Linked DNA regions of Hordeum vulgare: region 1 is linked to region 2. Evidence: chromatin contacts called from public HiChIP or PLAC-seq data. All regions are on one chromosome and are shown on one strand. Each heading gives the region's core, a stretch centred on a gene start, on an enhancer-like site or on the middle of the called end of the contact. The rest is flanking DNA. Distances are from core to core; before and after follow the strand shown. Region 1 holds the start of LOC123445174. Region 2 holds the start of LOC123445171 (aldehyde dehydrogenase family 2 member C4-like).

The links. HiChIP or PLAC-seq counts read pairs in DNA pulled down with a chosen protein or histone mark.
Region 1: an H3K4me3 HiChIP or PLAC-seq map of embryo shows a contact between it and region 2, with 6 times the contacts expected there. The contact joins the promoter of LOC123445174 here to the promoter of LOC123445171 in region 2. A contact is called at or near these places in 1 of 6 Hi-C or Micro-C datasets (leaf) and 1 of 1 datasets of contacts at active chromatin or transcription factors (embryo).

Annotation. Positions count from the first base shown.
Region 1 is chr3H:569,289,698-569,294,582 of MorexV3_pseudomolecules_assembly, reverse strand. It overlaps LOC123445174, which reads left to right and starts at 2,569. Exons shown (of 13, transcript XM_045122125.1): 1 at 2,569-2,790; 2 at 2,870-2,981; 3 at 3,293-3,375; 4 at 3,468-3,533; 5 at 3,684-3,784; 6 at 4,009-4,127; 7 at 4,463-4,503. The coding sequence starts at 2,683.
Region 2 is chr3H:568,455,604-568,460,235 of MorexV3_pseudomolecules_assembly, reverse strand. LOC123445171 (aldehyde dehydrogenase family 2 member C4-like) reads right to left here and starts at 1,649. Exons shown (of 7, transcript XM_045122119.1): 1 at 1,460-1,649. The coding sequence starts at 1,559.

The sequences.
Region 1 (4,885 bases), core at 1,320-3,819, 830 kb before region 2:
CGAAAATAGAAAGGTCGAGCTTTTGTTAAGATTTTGGTCGCCCTTTCTGGTCAATGTTAGTAAGAAAAATGAGCTAGAATTTATCAAGTCACGTAGTCATGAAAAAGTAACTAATATAATTGCACTAAGATCCGTGAAAAATAGGGGGGTTGTTGCCTTGAATTATTATTTCTATCAAAATTGACAAGAAAAATAAACTAGAGTTAGCTAAAGAATGTCAACATGAAGAAAATTGGCAGGCATCCAAATAGGAATAAGAGACGGAATTGGGAGGAGAGAAGATTGCCAACTTTTCGGTTCTCTCCTTGGTGTGCTCATCGTGGACGAAGGGTGTGTGGAGTTGTGTCTTTGACGGGACTTCCGAAAACCGCTCAATTTTGGTTTTCGATGGACCCATTTAAATTCAACTCATTTTCATGGTCTTCGTAGTTTTTACATGCACTCTTTTGACGTTTACTTCTTTGAGGCGGCGATTTGCTTCACGGATCGTGTCCGCAAGCATCTCATGGTGTGCATCTGACAACTTTCCACCCGCAAACCCATGGTTCTAAATAAGTTTGCTTTTGCTGATGCGGATATCCAAAAGCGGGCTGTTGCTTGTACAAGCCCATGGATTTAAACAAATTTGCTTCGTTGAGGCGAATGCCCAGAGGCGGCATCGAACTACTTTCACAAAGCACACACGATGAATGAAGGAAGAAGAAGACTTTGACACCTTGTGTTTGTAAGAACATGTGATACTTAATATATGGAATTAGGCCATTCTGTAAAAAAATCACAACATGAAAATTTTGGCATACATCCAAATAACAGACGAAATTCTGAACATGACCCAAATACTGCCATGTGCTTTGGTTTTGGTGTATAAAGCTTTCACAGTGGAAACAAGAAATGAATTCAAATTTTCGGATAACGGATCCTTCTAATCCAGTCTATCTAATGTCTTTTTCAGGAGCCAGAGGAAATGCAACGTCAGCCAAGAAATATTTCTAACCTCTTGCTCAATTGTTTTGCAGACTGGATATTTCCCCCGAAAAGCGTAACCAGAAGAAGTTTTTGGTGTTCTAAGCCGAAATCGGCCATGGTGCCTTTTTATCCAACCACATTTCATTGATCTACAGTTTTTATTCGATCTACAGTGTCCAGTTCTACAGTTACTATTAGTGTGCTACTGCTTCTCTGACTACAGCTAGCGATGCCAGTTCCACGCCATGGCTGTCCGGGCCTCCGGGGAAATGATCGGGACTACGCGGCGAGACCCACCGGTGAAGCTATTGTCGGTAGGTACTACGGAACCCAGCTAGCAGACAGCGGCGGCAGTGACAAGAGCCCTACGATGCTATCCTCCAAAATTGGGTGAGCTCGTCACACCAGCCAGCACGTAGGCGGCTCACTTGGGCGGCGGCGCGCTCTGGGGGAAGGAGGAGTCGTCCCACGACCACAGCCGCAACGGGTCGTCGTAGCCCGGCTCCGGCGGCTCGGGCTCGAGGCTGGGCGGGAGCATCCCGAGGTCGTGCTGGATGAAGTCGTAGGCGCCGCGCTCCATCACGTACCCGCCGACGTTGATGTGCTCGATCGTCATCCCGGGATCGAACGGGGCGGCGGGCACGGGCTTCTCCTTGAAGTCCTCCACCAGCTGCTTCCTCCACGCAGCGCCATCGGCGTCGGCGGGCTTCACCTTGGGAATATCCTTCACCAGCCGCTTCTTCCGCGCTGCGTCGTGGGCCGTGGCGGCGCCCCGTGGCTGCCTACGCGTCCCCTGCACCTCACCGCTCCCGTGCCCCTCGCTCGCCACCAGCTGCTTCTTCCGCGCAGCATCGTGGTCCGTGACGGCGCCCCGTGGCTGCCTCCGCGTCCCCTGCGCCTCGCCCGCCACCACGAAGTTCTCCGCCACGCTCTCGCGACGCTGGGTCTGCTGCAGCCTCCGGATCCTGCTCCGTGCGGCATCGAGGGACCTGCCGATGGAAGCGAGCAGCTCCCGGAGCGCATCCTCCGGCATCCCGTCGAGCGGGCTCTCCCACAGCTCGAGCGCGGCGGCGAGGCCGCCCTCCCGCACCCTGGCCAGCCTGGACCCCTGCACGTCGCGCACGCCCTCGACGTAGTTGGCTTGATCGAACACGAACCGGGCCTCCTTCGGGAGCTTGAGGAACTGGCCCACCACCGCCCTCGCGGTCTCCGTCGACGGCCAGCACTGTACGACGCCCTGGCCGTCGAGGCCCGAGCAGAGCACCGCGACCGGCGCCTCGGCCATCTCCGCGAGCTCCTTCGCCTTGTGCGCCAGCCCCGCCTTGCGCACCTCGAGCGCCACCCGCCGGTCGCCGCCGACGGTGATGGGGATCGCCGCGATCGGCCTCGTCTGAGCCCCGCCCCTCCCCATCCCCTTCCAACCAAGCCCACGCGGCATTGCTCTCTCTCTCTCTCTCTCTCTCTCTCTCTCTCTCTCTCTCTCTCTCTCTCTCTCTCTCTCTCCTCCCAGCTTTTCCCTTCTGTCTGTGTGAGCCGGCGACCCGACGGTGGCCGTGGGCTTCTCCTCTTGTACAGAAGACGGGTTTGGGGTTGGGCCCGAAACGCTCTACTTTGCACCCGAAACGGCCCAGCAAGTGTTGTTTCATTTCATTCTGGTTTCGGAGGAAAGGTCCAGAAGCGCCGCCGCCGCCGCCGCAACGACGCGCTCCCTCCGGCATGGCGCCGGCGTACCTGGCAACCATCCCCGCGCTCCGACGCGCGGTGCGGTGGGCCCCGGCGGCTCTGTTCTCGTCGGGGATCGTCGCCGGCGACAAGCCCGTTCTGGTAAACGTCGAGGCCTCTCCGATCACCCCGAGATCTCCCTGTAGGCTGCTGCTCTGACAGGGGGATTTTCCCCTCGCAGGTGCGCGATTTCGTGAGGTCGGCGCTCTACGACCCCAACCACGGCTACTTCTCTAAGCGGTCGGGGCCCGTGGGCGTGCTCGACTCCGCCATCCGCTTCCACAAGTTCGACGGTACGGCTTGCTCTGTGCCTCCCACGTGCTCCTTCTCTGAATTCAGTCTGTTGGGGTGCACTTGATCAACGAATTTGGGTTTCTTCAGTTGTTTGTTGGGGCGGCATTTCCACAAACATGTTGTATGCGTGAGTGTTCCGCGTGGAGTTGTTTTTATTCAAGCTTATAGAGCCATTTGGGTCATGGTTGTTCTTTCCTGGATGGATGCTAGACACTGTTCATGTTTGCTCGGTGCTGCTTATGTGCAATGCTGTGTTGATATCTTGGGCATGTGTTTATAGCTGCAAATAATTTGGTGTTATACCACGCAGGGAGGACTGCGTACATGAAGCATCTTGATAAACTGTATAAGATGCATGATATTGCTTGGTTTACTCCAGTGGAGCTTTTTAAGGTGCCCCTTTGTGCTTGAGCTGTTAGAGAGAATGGAACGTCGATTCTCTTTCCAATTTGGCCGTTGATGCATGTTTTCATACTCTGGTGCAGCCATGGTATGCCTATGCAATAGCTGCGTCAATCCTCCGCACGGCTAATCTTTCAGTCCCATTGAAGGTGCATTCATAATTTTCCTGCCATATAGCTTCACACCTCGACGGGTGAAACTTTAAAATTCACTCGTGAGCTTTGTCATATCATGACACTTTATACTATTTACCTTATTTTCTTACCAAACCCTTTGAAATGGATTCCTGTAATGGCCAGATATATGAAATCGGAGGTGGATCCGGGACATGTGCAAAGTGCATACTTGATTACATGATGTTAAATGCTCCGCCAAAAGTCTACAATAATATGAAATACATGTAAGCAGCTCTTTTGTCATTTTCCTTCCTGCTTAATCAAAAGTTGCTCAGTGAGACTAGAGAGTCCTATTTGTTTGGCAAGACCAAACAATGTGGTGCTTGCATGTATCATATCAACATTAATGATGTTGGTTACTTTCATGCTGCCTTGCACTCAACATTTCTAGCATTTTTCATTTACGTTATCAATTATGCTTGACCTTCTTTTCATCTTCATTTGCTAGCTCAGTAGAAATTAGCTCCTCCCTTGCTGAAAAGCAGTTGGAAACTGTGGGTGAAGTGCAGAGCCATTTGTCAAAGTTTACAGTGGAGCATCGTGATGCAACTGACATAGCTGGATGGGGTAAGCTGGCTTCTCGTGCCTAGCTATCGGTGTTGGAACTTTCCTACAATAACCCCTGTCTCAAGTCAATTACCTGAGCTTTGGTCACCATCTTGCATTATTTCTAGCCTGCAGTAGCTCGTCTTCTACTATATACAAGTACTTAGACTTGCTTTTATGCTGTGCTGATAAATGTAATAAAGTAATTGTGGATGGCACTGACTCCCTACTTACACCTGCATGCCGAAATTACATTTATATCCAGCATTCAGTCTCAGGGTCTCAGTATTTATTACTTGCCATTACCTCTTAAAATGATTGAGTTTCGATCTTCATTTTCATATTTCCCTTTGCAGGCTGCAAGGATCCCCAACCATGCTGGGTGCTGATGCTTGAGGTATATACTGCTTGGACTTGCTCAGGCAAAGAAACAAATGTTATTATCATGAAGTGTATTGGCAATTGGTTCGTAGTGGGGAAGCCCTTTTTTTGTTGTCAAACTTCTTGAGTTTGACAATATGACATGTTTGTAAGACTAGCTGAACTAATTCTGAGCTCATGTACCATCACTGGTATCTCTATTTGGACATGATATAGCAAAACAAACATTGTACTGACGCTTTCCCTGTTTCATTTATGTTAATGTTGTTTACATGTTTATCAGTCCAAAGTAGGGTCACCAGGCATGCCACTTTATTATTACCATACTGGAACCACTGGTTGGTGATAATTCTGGCTGCTATATTGTTTGCATTGCTAATATATCCTGGTTCTCAGGA
Region 2 (4,632 bases), core at 400-2,899:
CATGCATAAGCGTACGGGTTCAGCTAATGAAATGAAATACAGTCAAGAAAAGTAAGGCAATCTTAATGCAGATACCTTGGGGCAGCATGTATTATGTGATCCTAATGCAGTGCTTTCATGTACGAGCAAGTACAATAAGGTACAATCGGCAGGCTGTAAGGATTAAAATACTATATTTTTTAAATGAGAGAGAAGATGAGAGAGAAGAAAAACAGGCTCTTCGTGAAGAGCTAGCTTTAGCACATGCTTTTAGGTACTTTGTAAGAATGAAATGTAGACCATATATGATAAAAGTAGTACTCTTTTATAACTAACTACTGTACAAGCTAGCTATAAGATAGGCTATAAGATGACTTATAGCCAGCAGTGGGAGGAGAGAGACAAAGTGTGCGAGCCCCACACGGATATGCTTCGGGCGCGAGGCATCGTAATTTTTGTTAGTGGTCTTACCATGATATGATGGTGAAGTTAGTCTTATTCCCACTATAAAAAAGAAGTGGTGACATGGCTCGAGTTACGCCCGTACGTGTAACCATCAAGAATTTCCATCAGAGCAGCAACAAGGTTACAAAACTGTTAGCGATCGACTCGAGGACATCGCAAGCAACAAAAGAAAACCTCGAGGACAGCGCAAGCAACAAAGACGAGCTAGGACCGGCGGACGAGAGATATTCGCCACATCGATGGGGCCGGCGTGCGCATGACGAAAGATACTCGTCGGATTGGACACTGTCGATTATCCCAAGATTAATCTGGTATCCATCCATTTGTCGTAATCTTTGTTGATCATACTGTCAGCAGTTGGTCATGTCCCCGCCCCTTGGCCTGCCTGGCCTCGCCGCCGGTGCTTCTCCTCCGGGCACCCTCTGCTCTCGGTCTCCGCCGTCTTCGCGCTGCCGCGTCGGGTCCTCTCCGCTGGGCGCACGTGTTTTGCCTATCCAAGATCCACGCTGCTACGAGCTGCCTCCGCCACACGCTGCCCATCCTCCCCGCTTGCCGCCCGCTCGCCCTGCTCCACGTCTACCACCATCCCGCCATCGCCATCGCCATCTGCTGCTGCGGCCTCGCTCTCATCCCTCAGTGTCTCACGCAGGTAGCACTCAGCAGCGGCGGCGCCTCGCGCCTCCCACGAGCAGCGGGACGCGCTCGCATGCACTCCCTAGCGCCGACCGTCCTCCATGGTGCAGGCGCGCACACGCTCCTCTACTCGGGTGGCCTCCCCTGCTCCGGAGCTGCCGCCTCCCTCGCTCCCTCTCTCTCTATTCCCTGGTATGCAGGGGAGTTGGGGCTCCAGATCGGAGGGACCGGTAAGACGGCGAGGTAATCGGAGCGCCGCTGAAAGAATTTTTTCGCTTTTCTACCCCAAGACAACGACCGGCGGAGGCAGCCGCGGCGCTGCTGGACTCGTCCACACCTACGCGACCGCCGCGGGAAAAAAAGGAGAGGAAGCTCTGCGTACCTGAAGCTGCGTCGACGAACTGGCCATTGATGAAGAGCTTGGTGAACTTGATGTCCAGTTCCGGCACCTCAAACCCCTGGCCGCCGTTCGCTGCCGCCATCGACGTCGCCCGTTCCCTTCGCTTCGTCCCTTGGCCTACGTGGAGAGAGGGGAAGGAGGTTGTGTTTGTGTGCGCTACGGCGGAACGGGGTTTGGCCGTTTTAAAGCACGAGGGGGGGATGGGAGGGAAACCAAGTGACAAGCAGCCAAATGTGGCAGACTTGTTGACCCTGGACTTTGGGTGTATTTGTGTGCGAGCAACATGTGTACATGTCTCCACCTCCCATCGTATTCTGCCCTTCCCTTTTACATACACGATTGTAATGCCGTGTGTTTGGTTGATTGCGGGAGATTCATGTAGGCTCTCACGAAAAAGATTTTTGGGTCGCACTATATCTATATCTTTTCTGAATCATACTTATATATCTATATCTATCTCTACAAGGATTTTGGCGTTGAGTTAAAAAAAAGAGGATTTTTGCGTCGCTTCTGCTATATCTATATCTTTTTTTTTCCAAATCATACCTATATCTATATCTATCCCTATCTTTATCTATTTATCTCTACATCTCTATCTATCTATCTATCTATACCAATTAATAAAAGGAGGTCGAATAGCTTTTGCTTATGTTACATGGGGGTTTGCCTTTGAATTAGTAGGCCCACACGCTAGCGAGCAGACAATTAACAAGCCCCTTTGTAAATAAATAGTGAGGTGTGGGATTGTGTGGCATGAATTACGTACGTAAGTAAAGCTGGATATGTTCGACCCATCAGGAGTCAAGTCTTCGTGTTTGCATTATTTCTGAATTTATTTCAGGATTTTCGATGATACATTTTTAGTGGAAGGAGATGTTTCCTTCGACGACGAGGCGTCTACGGTTACTTCGTAAATCTCAAAATGATATGTCGGTTTAGTCTTTCGTAGGTGCTTATAGGAATAGGGTGTACGTATATGCGTTTATAGAGGTCAGTGTATGCACGTGTATACGAACGATTGTATCTCTACTCTGTTAAAAAAATGGCCACAAGTTGAATAAGGGGGAAACGACATCCAAAACATGCATTTCTATCGGACGCGACCGGATATAAGCAGGAGTGGTTTTTTTTTTTGCTATGTACGAAGCAAGTAGGGTTAATAAAAAACGCACAAAAAAAGACAAATTATGGTCAACACAGGAGAAGACAGACATTTTTTTTTTGCTATTAGTTTTCATAAAAGAACTTATTTTACCGTTTCTATTTGGTCTTTATATACATACATAGACTATATTAAATATTTAGTTCGCACAGTCTTCTATAGCGCAATTTCTGCCTTAGGTATTTTAGTGTTGATCATAATGCAATTTGCGACTAGCTTTATGTCTAAGCTATTGAAAAGAGCGAAGATGGCATTTTTGACGCATTTTAACTTTTTGGTCGTAGAAAATCAATACTATTTAAAAGGGTTATATAAGAAGGTACAGGTGAATTAAACACGTACATAGCAACATATTGTACCATCATATTGCCTTTTGTTTGAGGAGAGAGACTCACATTCAACCTACTGCAGAAATTCTGCTCCGAGCGATCGTACGGCTAGAGTGGGCGGTTGTACCGCATGTCCGGTTCTTCCGGACAACTACTGCCCGAGGTGTGATTCCCTCGAGTTAGGCGGTACTAAGGTGGTGGCTGAGCGGTTCTACCACTGCTCATAGTGATTCTACCGCTTGGGACTCATCACTTCCCCAGCATTACTAGGCGGTTGTTCCAGCCCATGTACCACCCCTTGCATCAATAAAAGGGTAAATCTTTCGGTTATGTGGGTCATACAGGGCGGTGTTCATCGTTTGTTCTAGTGCTGACTTGACGCTGCAATAGTATCAGGGTCAGGAGCGGTTGTACCGCTCCACACTTAGTGGCCATCTGAGACTAAATACCCGCGGTTGTACGGACACATGTACCGCCCAACCACAACGAGTAGGGTAGTTCCACTCTAGTCTTGGGTGCGGTATCGGACACCGGGTATGCAATTGTTCTGGTTTATTTACATAAACCGGTACAACCGAATGATGGCCTGCAAGTGCAGAGGGTTAAGTTGTAACCGTTTTGAATTAAGAGTATCGATCCGACATAGAGCACATGAATCAATCTTTGGTCCTTTGCAAGGTACAAATAATGTGCCTAGAAATTATAAGTGATCCAAAACGGTAGTAAGAATAATAATAAAGTTGCAAGTGTAAAGGTAAATAAATCAACTGAAATAGATAACGAGTAATGTAAATGGACTTAAGACAAATGACTTAAAGTGTTCCTAGGTGCCTGGAATCCCCACTAGCATGCATCTAAGGTGGTGGCTAAACACAATCTTACTTCGAATTCCTAAGCCACTTTACATGTTTATCTTTGTGGACGGAGCCGGTACAGATACGTGCATATTCGTGGTATGTCGGTATCCCATATGCCACCACCATTCTTTCCCACTTCGGTTATCAAACGACGATTAAGAGGAAATAGGTTCATGTGGATGCAGCCAAAGTGATCTACGTTTTTACCCCGTGTTGCAACTATCCCCTAAGAAGGAAGAAGGGGCCTGTCACGTCACCCAACTCCACAACCGCACAGTTAGCCAACAGTAATAACCTTCCATCCAAAGTTGGCATAGGTTGGATGGTCGACTTCACCCAAATCAAGAAGGTAATCAACATAAACATGCAAAGATGATATCTCTACGCCTAAAGAGGGAGTTGGTAGCTTCTTTACCAATGTTTTTTTTTGTTTTCCCTCCCACCTTCATATGACTTTTTTTCGTTCGGTTTTTTTGTCCCTCCTCCCATCAGCTTATATTTAGTAATGTATTTATGTGAAAAACTCAATCAAGATTAATTTATAATGAATCTGCAAAGACCAAATCTGAATTAATTAACCTTACCATAAATCACTCAATCACATTAACTAATATTACCATACATAACCAAATTACATTAATTAACATTTCGTTCCAATTTTTTTCTCTTTCTCCTCCAACCTTCCTCAATTTTTTTCGTCTGGTTTTTTGTCCCTCCTTCCATATCTCTACTCCTAATTGCTCAGTTGTTTAATAGAGTCCATGGTTCTTTTGTCCTTTTTTTTATCGCACCTCCCACCACCACCTC